2 separate regions of the Sus scrofa genome follow, and region 1 is linked to region 2. The links are chromatin contacts, called in public Hi-C maps. All regions are on one chromosome and are shown on one strand. The core of a region is the stretch at or near the end of the contact, and the rest is flanking DNA. Distances in the headings are between cores, read along the strand shown. Region 1 has its middle 37 kb from the start of BAHCC1. Region 2 holds the start of ACTG1 (actin, cytoplasmic 2).

What was found. A called contact is a pair of places that touch in the nucleus more often than the background predicts.
Region 1: a contact with region 2 is called in a Hi-C map of skeletal muscle, with 1.9 times the contacts expected there. The contact joins the enhancer-like site here to the promoter of ACTG1 in region 2. A contact is called at or near these places in 2 of 5 promoter capture datasets (fetal skeletal muscle and liver), 16 of 47 Hi-C or Micro-C datasets (alveolar macrophages, brain, embryonic fibroblasts and 9 more) and 2 of 2 datasets of contacts at active chromatin or transcription factors (alveolar macrophages and skeletal muscle).

What each region holds. Positions count from the first base shown.
Region 1 is chr12:1,440,626-1,446,428 of Sscrofa11.1, forward strand. No RefSeq gene overlaps it. Among named protein-coding and RNA genes, the nearest start is that of BAHCC1, 37 kb to the left of the region's middle. Within about 2 kb of position 2,901, at least 70 of the 83 cell types and tissues checked have an H3K27ac peak or open chromatin away from gene starts, as enhancers often do. A contact at or near this core is called in brain, embryonic fibroblasts, fetal liver and 6 more, where this site is marked.
Region 2 is chr12:1,318,425-1,324,047 of Sscrofa11.1, forward strand. It overlaps ACTG1 (actin, cytoplasmic 2), which reads left to right and starts at 1,931. Exons shown (of 5, transcript XM_003357928.4): 1 at 1,931-2,074; 2 at 2,450-2,818; 3 at 3,109-3,547; 4 at 3,643-3,824; 5 at 3,916-4,795. The coding sequence starts at 2,456. The coding sequence ends at 4,059.

The sequences.
Region 1 (5,803 bases), core at 1,651-4,150, 120 kb after region 2:
CCTACCCGTCTAGAGGTGACTGGAAACTGTCCCCACGAAGGAGACACCCAGCAGGTATCCCCCCCACCCCCTGCCGCCGCCCCACGGCCCGGTGAGGCCGTCTGGATTTCCCTCCAGACGGTGGAGAGCATTTTCCAGCCTGCGTCCCCGATAAAAATAGTTTCACTGGCTCCCGCAGCCCATGTTTCCCTCTTGGACGCGTTTGTCGTTTTGCTGGAGTATATGGAAGCTGGTAATTACTTTGGATGGTATTTGTTGGGAATAAACTCTCCTAACACTTGGCACGACCCAGAAAAGCGTTTTTTCCTCCCGACGGAAAGGCTGTCAGGCTAGGCAGAGAATTAAAGGCTCAAGGCATCCTGCCTCCACACTGCGGAGCTGCCCCGCCGGTGCCCGGGATCCAGCGGTGTGGCCGTCTGATGGCAGGCTTAGCCTTTCCTTTCTCGTTTTGGAGGCAACGTGTTGTGTTCTGCCCCCGGGAGCTCTTCCTTGATGCCGTTCTCTCTGCGTGCTGGAGAGTCCTCCTGCGTCTTCAGCCCAGGCTGTTGCTGAATATTCTCACCCGAAGCATTCCTTTCCTCCTCCTCCTTCTGATTCCTTTTCAATAACGGAACGCAGAAAACAGTGGGCTTACGTCCCACGTTTCTTAGCATTTCCTTCCTACTTTATGAGTGTGTCTCTGACGCTGGAGAATTCCACAGCTTGACCTCCTGGCTCACTCGTTCACCACTCGGCTGTGTGCCATCTAAGTTTTGATGACCTACTGAACAGCGTTTATGTCACCGTCCATATTTTTTTAATATCCTAAGATACCTTGTTGACTTTGGGAAAAGATCTCTTTTTTTTTTTTTTTTTTTTTGCCTTTTCTTTCAAGGGTTGCATATGGAGGTTCCCAGGCTAGGGGTCGAATCGGAACTGTAGCCAATGCAGCTCTGGCCTATGCCACAGCCACAAAGGATCCTACACCACAGCTCACAGCAAGGCTGGATCCTTAGCCCACTGGGCAAGGCCAGGGATCAAACCTGCATCCTCTTGGATACTAGTCAGATTCGTTTCCGCTGAGCCATGATGGGAACTCCTCTTTCTTTTTTTTAAAGGTCGCATCCTTGGCATATGGACGTCCCGGGCCAGGGGTTGAATCCGAGCTGCACCTGCAGCCTACACTGCAGTGGTGACAACGCCAGATCCTTAACCCCCTGCACTGGGCAGGGGACTGAACCCGCATCTCTGCAGGGGCCTGAGCTGCTGCAGCGGATTCTTAACCCACAGTGGGAACTCCCAGAAAGTATCTTTTTAAACTCATCTTGATCTTACTTTTCCACTTACCTTCTGGCACTTTGCTGTCGCCTCCCCAGATTTCCCTCGTGTTTAGGCATGGCACAACAAGGGAAGCATGTCATCATTTCCAGCTCACCATATCCGTTTCCCTGCCATCCGCAAGCCAACCACTAAGCTAATGCCACATACTATTGGGTTTTGTCACACCAGCTCCCCGGGTACCAGGCGTTTCTGTTAGGTGGGGCGTATTAGTCAGCTGTTACCACAGCAATGCTGCATAACAAACCACTCCGAAGTGCAGAGGCTTAAACGGCCCTCACTTCGATGCTCACACTCAGGCTCAGAGGGTGGATGCTGCGGGGGGAAGGGCCAGCCCTGCCCTGGGGGCTCCCTCCCCCTCCTGGGGCCAGTGGCTTCCCATTAGCACGCAGTCTACACAGACCCGCTAGAGCCTTCTGAGCCTCTGCTCGCTTCACATGTGCCCACAACCCACTGGCCCCAGGGCATCACGCTGCCAAGTCTGAAGTCAAGGGGAGGAACTGCCCACCCACCCGAGGCCCTGGCCAGGAGGGAGGTGTGAAATTCTACTGCAGGGAGGGAAGAACTGGGGTTGGGCTACCTCGTCTAGCACAGTTCCGTGGAACTGCTCCAACTACAAAGGCTTCGTTTTCGGTGGAACAGTCCAAACAACAGAGAAGCTTATTTCTCCCTGAGGAATCCCCAGAAAGGGCTCGGGTTTGCCAGGGGCCTCAGCTCCAGCAGCTTTGACCCATGTCCTCCACACGTTCCTGCCCCTGTCACTGGGGTTGTCACCATCGAGGCCCACAGGAAGAGCATGGACAGAGGTTTTGGAGGGCGCAGGAGCGGTGTCTGTCACACTCACTGACGCTCCACTGGGAGGGGCTGGTCTCAGGGCCACACCCCCTCGCTAGGGAATTTGGGAGGAAGCGGGGTGGAGAGCCCCGCCTCCCACGAAGTCCGGCCCGAGTCAGGGAGGAACCCCACCTCTGGGGAGGGTACAAAGAGCAGCAGGCGTGCAGCTCTGGCCGCTCTGGCCGGGGAGGCTCCGGATCGCAGAAGCCCTGGGCGCCGGCTTTTCCCCCTCGGTATGAGCACAGGGGGACAGGGGGACACTCCTCATCCGGGGTCACCCTGAGACAGGAGCCAGGCAAAGAGTGCAGCCACGACTGGCTCCTGGGCCCCAATCCCACTCCAGGGACAGTGCGGGAGCGAACACACCCCTGAGCAGCGTCTCGATCCGGGGCTCCGGGAAGCTCCCAGCACCTTCTGTCTCTTCCAGAGTACTGTATTTCTATGAAAGTCCCTGGAGAGATGCGCGGGGCGACCCCGGACACTAGACGCGACATGCGGGCCTTATCCTGATCCCCTGGGCCCTTGGAGGGGCCGGGTGCTGCTCCGCAGTCGCCCCGGGGTGTCATCCCCACCCTCTCGGGCGCTCACTCCGCAGTCCGGGGCGCTTTTCCGGAGAGCGGAGGGTGGATTCGGAAAGGGGAGCAAGCGCGGGGCCTGGGGTGGCGAGTCACCCACTTCTGAGGCTCTGTCCGGGCCGCGGGCGCAAGCCGGCCCGACACCGCCCCGCAGCGCACGACGCCGGACCGCGGCACCTCCCCTTTCGACCCGCCCAGCCCGCCCATTGGCCCGGACCCGCGCCTCTCGCATCTCCGCGAGACCCATTGGCCCGCGCTCGCAGCCCAGACAAAGGGAGCGGCGGCGGCGGGCGGCGATTGGCCAGGGCTCCGGATGGGTTGGGTTGGGTTGGGTTGGGTTGGGGGGGAAGGCAAGGGAGGGGGCGAGTTGGGAGGGGAGAGCTGGGACTGGGGGAGGAAGAGGGAAACACCCGCACAGGAGGGGGCGTCAGGGCGGGGGCGAGGGGCGCGGAGTGGGGGCCGGACAGAGCTTGGGGGGGGCGGGAGGAGAGCGAGTGGGGGAGGGGTGGAGGAGAACGGGAGGGGAGAACGACCAGGGAGGGGAAGGGAGCGCGGAGCCGCGCGGCCGGGGGAGGACAGCGGGGCTCGAGGTGGCGGGGGAGGCGAGGCGTTTAAGGCGGGGAGGGGGAAAGCGGGGGTGTTCGAGGGGGCGGACTTCGGCGCGGGGGCGGGGCGGGGCGCCTCCGCGGGGCGGGGCCGGGCGCCCCCGGAGGGCGGTGGCCGTGGGGCGCCCGGAGCCCGCCCGCCCCTCCGCCCGCCCCTCCGCCCAGCACCCCTCCCGCCCCGGGGCTCCAGCCCGGACCGCGGCCGCCGCCGCCTCCTCCTCGTCTTCCCCGAGGGTTCCGCGTCCGTCTCCGCAGCTCGGTCGGGGACGTGGGAAGGCGGGAGCCTGGGCCGAGAAGGACGCGCCCAGGCCCAGGTCTGGACCTGCAGCCGGAGTCGCAGCCCAGCGACGGGACGCGTGCTTTCTCGGCTTCGGAGCCCCTCTCCGGGTCTGCCGGGCCCCGGGGATCCTCTGCGCGTCCTCTGCACGGGGTGGAGACGCGGGCCCTGGAGCAGGAAGACGTACGCGGCGCCCGGACAGGAAGCTCCTCGCGCTTCCTGGAGAGTTGGCTCGGCGGGGTGCGTCGCCGGGGAGGGAGGGACGGGCCGTGGGGCGATCGGCCGGGCGGGAAGTGGCTTCTGGGGGCCCCCTCGCCAGCAGCGGGCCCCCGAGGCTGCCCTCGGAGCGCCGCCAGGTACGTGTTTTTTTCCTTTTTTCGCGCGCGCCCAGAACGCGCTCCGGGTAGGGAACGAATAAAAACCCGGCTGGTGTGTAAGAGCCTTTCGCTGCAAACGTGTCTTTCTGCGGGCTCAGGGAGGGCCGCTAAACGCGGGCTGCACCTTGGCCCAGGAGGTGCCGGCGGCCTCGGCCGGAGCACCGTTCTCCACTCCACCTCGAGGCTCGGAGCGACCGTCCCTTTGGAAAACCTTGGCCCTTTTCTCCAGGATCCGTTGCATTCGCCAGGGAGACCGTGCGCCCTTCCTCGGCCCCGGAGCCGGGGCGGTGGGGCTTTCTTTGTTCGTGCAGGCTCTCCAGCCCTACCCCCTGGAACCCCGGCGGTTTCCGCGCCGGGATGCCCAGTTCTGAGGGAGGATCCGAGCAAACTCGGGAGAGGGAGACCTGACCTTGGTTCCCCGCTAGACGGGCGGGCGGGCAGCGCCCCATCTCTCGTAGTCAGCCCCACGACCCCCGGCCCTCCCAGTTAGGGGAGGCCGGTGGGCTTTGTTTTGGGGGGTGGTTTCGGGAGGCCCGGTCGCCGGCCTGGGGCGGACTCTTCCCCTCCCCCAAGCCCACGTCAAACAAAAGAAGTCCCCGGAGAATCGTTTCCCGGGGAGACCTCTGCCGAATGTGAACCTGTGGTTCCCGCGCCCGCCCCAGTTTTGAGGTTGGGATCGTTTTTTCCAACAAAGGGGAAGGTTGGAGGGAGTGGAGGGAAAGGGCGCGCTTTTAGGGAGACATTCACTTCCTCCCCCGTTTTCTTACCCGATGAATGGGGCTCTGGACGGCCTTTGGATCTGGGGTGTTTTTCTTTGGAGACAGACTCAGGAAAGGAAGCGGCCTAGATGGGCGGGAAACTGGCAGGTCGGTCTCCACCCGGTGGGCAGAAATCCCCCATGGAGTGAAATCGCTTCCCTGCCATTTTTGAGGCGGACAGAAAATTAGCGATCTGATGGTTAAAGGGGAGGGGGGATTTTGTGTCATTTTCTGTGCCCCCCCCCCCGTGCGCCCTGCCCCCACGCCGCCCATAAAAGTCCGCAGGAAGGGGCCAAGGTGCAAAGGGACCGAATGGGTTGGGGGTTCAAATGGGGCACGCGGTTAAAACAAAAACAAAAAACAAAAAAAATCCACTTCGCCTCCCAGGCCTGCTCACACCTCAATTTCTCATTGGAGTTTGGGTTGGAAAGAAAAGGAGTCAGCCCCCCCAGAGTCGGGTCTGTAGCAGGACCCAGGAGTCCTGGGTACCCGGCTGGGAAGTGAGGCCCCTGAGGGCGGGAAAGGCACAGTTTCCATTTCCAAGAGGTTGCGGTGTCCTGGCTGCACTCCCGGGGCGGTGGCGCTCCTGGCAGAGACCCGCATCCACCAAACCCCCAACCTGACGTCTCAAAATAAAACTCAACAAGCCGTAACAGGCTCCCGATTCCAGTGGAAAAGACGCCGAAGATTTATGACCCCTCAAATTCCCCACACTCTAATTATCCCTGTTTTTAGTTGACTTACGGATGGTGACCACGAAAATCATTTTCCATTTTGGAAATTTTTTTTAACATGAGAAATGCAAGCTTCGCTCCTTCTTACCCGCATGGGCGGGCCTTTTTCCGTGGGAGGAAATTCCAGCCTCCCTCTGCCTCTGTGCCTCCTCCGCTGGGCACCGCAGACTCGTCCACCCTTCTGCTCCACAGCCCCCTTTAGGGCAAGTGTTTTTTTTCTTGCTCCCACTGCCCAAGGGCTTTAAGAAGGATTCTTCCCTAGGAGCACCGCCCAGCCCAGGGGTGCGCTCGATGCCGCAGGGACTGCTCAGAACCCCCCTCTGGGG
Region 2 (5,623 bases), core at 681-3,180:
CCTACCGAGGTGGGGGGGAGCCCCGGGAATCTCGGGGTTCCCAGGCCCCGCCCCACTTTCCCCGCGACCCTCTGGCCGCGCCCCCGGCGCCCTGCCCACTGCAAAGTGGAGAAGGGAAGGAGGACGGAGACAGAGATCCAGGGGCCTCTGCCTCTTCGCCACCTGTCCGCCGGAGCAGCTTGGGCACACCAGACAAAGGAGTGCCCCGCGGTCGAGGGAGCCGGCGTGGAATGTGGGGCGGGCGGACCCAGGGCGTGAGGCCTTGGATACTGGATACTTCCCACTTCCGTGTGTGACATCTTGGGACCGCCAAGTGTGGCAGTTGTCCTCACACATGGACGCCCCCACCTGGGGGCTGAAGGCCCATGGTTGTGCCCAGAGGTGCCAGTAAGGGGGGACTTTTCTGGAGGCCCAGCCCCCGGTTCTCCCAAGAGTGGCACACGCACACACCAGGCCTTGCCCTGTGCCTTTGGAAAGTCTGGGAAGTCGGGTACCCAGCTAGGCCTGGTGGCACAGGTGGCCGTAGGCATGGATTGCGTTTGGGTGACAGAGGTTCCCCCCCAGGTGAGCTGGGCAGCGGCTTTACCTGTCTAGCCCAACGCAGATGTGAACACCAGCTGAAGGGCTCTTGGGGCACCTGGTCCCGCCCCCCCATCGGCAGACACCTGCCCAGGTCCAGCCAAGCATACTGGGACCCTGACAAGGCCCCAGACTCGGTCTGCCCGGCACCACTGCCACCCCTCTTGGCCAGTGCTCTCTCTTCCCTGTGGCTCTTTTGATGTTTAATTCCGTGCTGAGCAATCCCGAAAGCTTCCAAAGTACCTGGTTCCCTCTGGGCATAACCAAAGCACTGGTGGCAGCAGGTGTGACCAAGACCCTGCCAGCAGTGACAGGACTTCAAGACCAGCCTCCTGGGGAAAAGGGCGCGCCCTGGAGCCGACTGGACCCACAGCCCCAGAGTTACTGAGGCCTAGGAAACCCACTCCAGGCGTGGCCGTTTCCTAGTATCATAAACAGAGAAGAGGGTGCCCCGCTCAAGTCTAGGGGGAAGGTGATGATTCAGGTAGCCCCTGCCTCAGTTTCCATACAACACTCAAAAGTAATTAAAATGGAGCAAAACTCCACCACCTCCCCCGCGGACGAGGAGGGGGTGGCCCCAAACGCAGAGAGGAGCCGCCGCCTGGGGACAATCGGGTCTGCGGTTTGAGGCGCAGGATGCGTTGGTTGGGTGTGGTAGGACGGGGCCTGTCTCTGCACAATCAGGGACCCCCGGCGCCCCGACACCGGCGGAGGGGCCTTGGCGGTGGTGGCTGCGCTAGGAAACGGGCGGCTCCTTCTCGTCGTGAGAAGGGCGAGGTCACGGCTCCCCGGGACTCCCCCGGACCGCCGGGCCCACAGTGCCGCCACGGCGACCGGCGGCGACCACCGCCCTCTCCCCTCCCCCACGCCCCCAGCTCAGCACCGAGAAGCCGCCTCGCGGCCCGAGCTCCCTGCAGAGCCTCGGGGAGGAAACTCGCAGGGGGCGCGCGGGGAGCGAAGCCCCCCTGCGGGGGCGGGGCGCGGGAACACACCCTGCTCCCGGTGCCGCCCAGCCCCGGGCCAGGCAGTTTCGGGGTGCAGCCGGGCCCTCCCCCAGGGTGCGCGACAGTCCCGGGGCGGAGCCGGCGGGTCAGCTCTGCGGCCCACCCTGCGACCCCGGGGGCGGTGGGGGGGGGAATCGCCAGCCCGGCCCGCTAGCCTGCCCCGCGCGGGGTCTCGCGCGCGGGGTCGCGGGCGCGCGGGGGCGGCGCGGGCGGGGCGGTTGGGGGCGGTGCGGGAGGGGGCGGGACCGGGCGCGGGGCCCCACGTGCCCCGGCCGGCCGGGCCAATGGGCGCCCGGCGTTCGGAAAGATCGCCATATATGGACATGTTCTGGGGCCGCGCGCGCCGCCGGGCCGCGCGCGCCCCCCGCTCCGCTTAAATAGGGGCGGGGGAGGCCGCGGTCGGTCTCGCTCGCCGCAGCCGGCCCGCGCTCCGTGTCTTCTCGCCGCTCCTCCGCTCGCTCCTCCGCGCCCCGCGGCCGCCGTCTCCGCCGGTAGGTGACCAGGCCTGCGCAGCTCCGGCCCGGTGTCCGGCTCTCGCGCTCCTCCGCAGGCCCGGCCCCGGCCCCAGAGGCCCGGCTTCACCGCCGCTGGCAACAAAAGGGGCGGCCGGGCGGGCCCCCGGGGTCCGCAGTGGGGGCGCCCTCGGGGGCGGGAGCTGGGTGGGGTCCGGCCGCACTGCCGAGCGCTCTGGGCCGCGCCGCCGCGGAACGGCGGCGGGCGGGGGGGTTACATAAAAGGCGGCCCCGGTTCCGGGCGGTTTCTCCGCTGCCGGGCCGGGGGGAGGCGGAGCGTCTCGCGGGCAGGGCCTTTGCAGGGGCCGTCCCGGCGCCGCTGGGCGCGCCTGAGCCGCTCGTGCCTTTGAGCAGATCGCCATGGAAGAAGAGATCGCCGCGCTGGTCATCGACAATGGCTCCGGCATGTGCAAAGCTGGCTTTGCTGGGGATGACGCCCCCCGGGCCGTGTTCCCGTCCATCGTCGGGCGTCCCCGACACCAGGGTGTCATGGTGGGCATGGGCCAGAAGGACAGCTACGTGGGCGACGAGGCTCAGAGCAAGCGGGGCATCCTGACCCTCAAGTACCCCATCGAACACGGCATCGTCACCAACTGGGACGACATGGAGAAGATCTGGCATCACACCTTCTACAACGAGCTGCGCGTGGCCCCCGAGGAGCACCCCGTGCTGCTCACGGAGGCCCCCCTGAACCCCAAGGCCAACCGTGAGAAGATGACTCAGGTAGGCGCTGCCGGGTGCAGTGGGCCGTTTCCATCCGTTTCATGAGTCGTTTAGTGCTGAGCTTTTGGGTTTTTTTTCCTGAAATTCAAGTGTTTCTTTCGATATTTTCAGGGTTCTGTTCTTCTCCTGGCATTTCCTTCCTGAAGTCTCAAGGTTTCTCGTTTGTGTTTCTGCCTGCTTCCTTTTCTTTTCTCCACACATCACATCACGTTTGTGGCATGTCGGCATGGTGTGTAGCATGGGGTGGCCCGGGGTCCCTTCTCTGACTAAGGAGCCGTTGCCTTTCCCAGATCATGTTCGAGACCTTCAACACGCCGGCCATGTACGTGGCCATCCAGGCCGTGCTGTCCCTGTACGCCTCTGGCCGCACCACTGGCATTGTCATGGACTCTGGGGATGGGGTCACCCACACGGTGCCCATCTACGAGGGGTACGCCCTGCCCCACGCCATCCTGCGTCTGGACCTGGCTGGCCGGGACCTGACCGACTACCTCATGAAGATCCTCACGGAGCGGGGCTACAGCTTCACCACCACGGCCGAGCGGGAGATCGTGCGGGACATCAAGGAGAAGCTCTGCTACGTCGCCCTGGACTTCGAGCAGGAGATGGCCACCGCCGCGTCCTCCTCCTCCCTGGAGAAGAGCTACGAGCTGCCCGACGGCCAGGTCATCACCATCGGCAACGAGCGCTTCCGGTGTCCAGAGGCGCTCTTCCAGCCCTCCTTCTTGGGTAGGTGTCGGGCAGCGCGGCCTGCCTGGGGGGGGCCCGGGGGCTCATCCCCTTGCACGGGGGACCGCTAAGGGGGCGCTCTGTCGGCCTCTCAGGCATGGAGTCCTGCGGCATCCACGAGACCACCTTCAACTCGATCATGAAGTGCGACGTGGACATCAGGAAGGACCTCTACGCCAACACGGTGCTGTCTGGCGGGACCACCATGTACCCCGGCATCGCCGACAGGATGCAGAAGGAGATCACGGCCCTGGCGCCCAGCACCATGAAGATCAAGGTGAGTCGGGTGGCCGTGGGGTCGGCAGGCGGCCTTGCTGGGACCCAGGGCTTGGCTGCCGGAGACTGAAGTCCCGCCCTTGTCTCCCCAGATCATCGCGCCTCCCGAGCGCAAGTACTCGGTGTGGATCGGGGGCTCCATCCTGGCCTCGCTGTCCACCTTCCAGCAGATGTGGATCAGCAAGCAGGAGTACGACGAGTCGGGCCCGTCCATCGTCCACCGCAAATGCTTCTAGACGGACTGCGAGCAGATGCGTAGCATTTGCTGCATGAGCTAATCCAGAAATAAAGTTTGCCCTGGCAAATGTACACACCTCATGCCAGCCTCCTGAAACTGGAATAAGCCTTTGAAAAGAAATTTGTCCTTGAAGCTTGTATCTGGTATCAGCACTGGATTGTAGACCTTGTTGCTGATTTTGACCTTGTACTCGAGTTAACTCTTCCCTTGGTCTCTGTTTAATACCCTGTGCATATCTTTGATTTAAACCCCTAGTTACACACACGCGGCTCTGTCACCTCGTGGCTGAGGTGAGAACCTGTTTATCGTGGAAGAGAAATCCGTTGGCTGGTTGAGAATCTGAGACGGAGTCTCTCCGATCTGTGCAGGGTATTCATGTGTCCGAGCTCCTATTCCAGGATTTCTCTCGAGGCTGGCAAGAGTCCTGAACCAGTTGTCATTTCTGTCTTGCCGGTCTGACGGGGTTGGGAAGGTCCGAGCCTTAGGACCCACTGTCCTTTCTTCCCCGATGTTTGCCCGCCAGAAAACCGTGGGTTGTTAACTTGCCTTGAGTTGGAAGCGTTTGCATTCACACCTGTAAATTTATTCATCCTTTTAATTTATGTAAGGTTTTTGTACGCAATTCTCAATTCCTTAAGAGATGACAACAGATTTTGGTTTTCTACTGTCACGTGAGAACGTTAGGCCCCAGCAACGCGTCATTGTGAGGAAATAAAGTGCTGCAGTAAACCCTTCGCCGGCTCCTGCTTGGGCGCGGGGCGGCTTCCCCACCAATGGGGGGCCCGCGGTCTGACTTGGGAAAACCAGAGGTGGGCTGGGTGTGTTGAGAACCAGTGGTCCCTGAACATGTGTGCAGCGCGCCTCTGCCCCCCGGGGGTGGGCTGCTGGGGAAGGGAGCCGAGCCCCCAAGCTGCTTGTGGGGGGCGGTCTACAGACAGGCTTTCCCTACCTGGCAGTAGGGCTGAGGTGCCAAGAAGCCCTCGCAGCTGCAAAGGGCAAGACTTTATCTGCAGGTGCGCGTGGGGCAGGGCTGGCCGCCTGGTCCGCCCCTCTCAGTGGGGCGACCGGGGGTGGATGAACCAGCCCGCAGGCTGAGCAGTGGGGCCCTGCAGCTCAGGATAGAGGCCACCTGGGGTCCCGAGTGCGACTCAGGCTCTGAGCGCCTGGGCTTGTGCTCCAGAGTAGCTATAGCAGGTTTTCAAACTTCATTCTAAGATGTCTTAGGTTGGAAAAAGCTGAAAGGTTTGGAAGAACTTGTTTTTGGAGCACAAACCTTTTGTGCCTTTGCCGCGGGGAAGCACACTTCTCCAGCTGGTTGGGGAGGGGGCTCTGTTAGGCTGGGTCAGGAGCACATGACGGAGGGATGTAGGGAGAGGCTCTCTGGGAGCAGAGGTGGGCCCTGCCAAGGGCCCCTCCTGAGTTGCTCCAGTCTGTCACCTTGCCCACAGGGACCCTGTTAGCACCCCTGGAGCAACGGGTCAGGGATGACCTTTTTGCCCTGGGCAGCATTCCGCTGGAAAGTCAGATTGGGAGCCTGAGTAGATGAGGGAACTGGGCGAAGG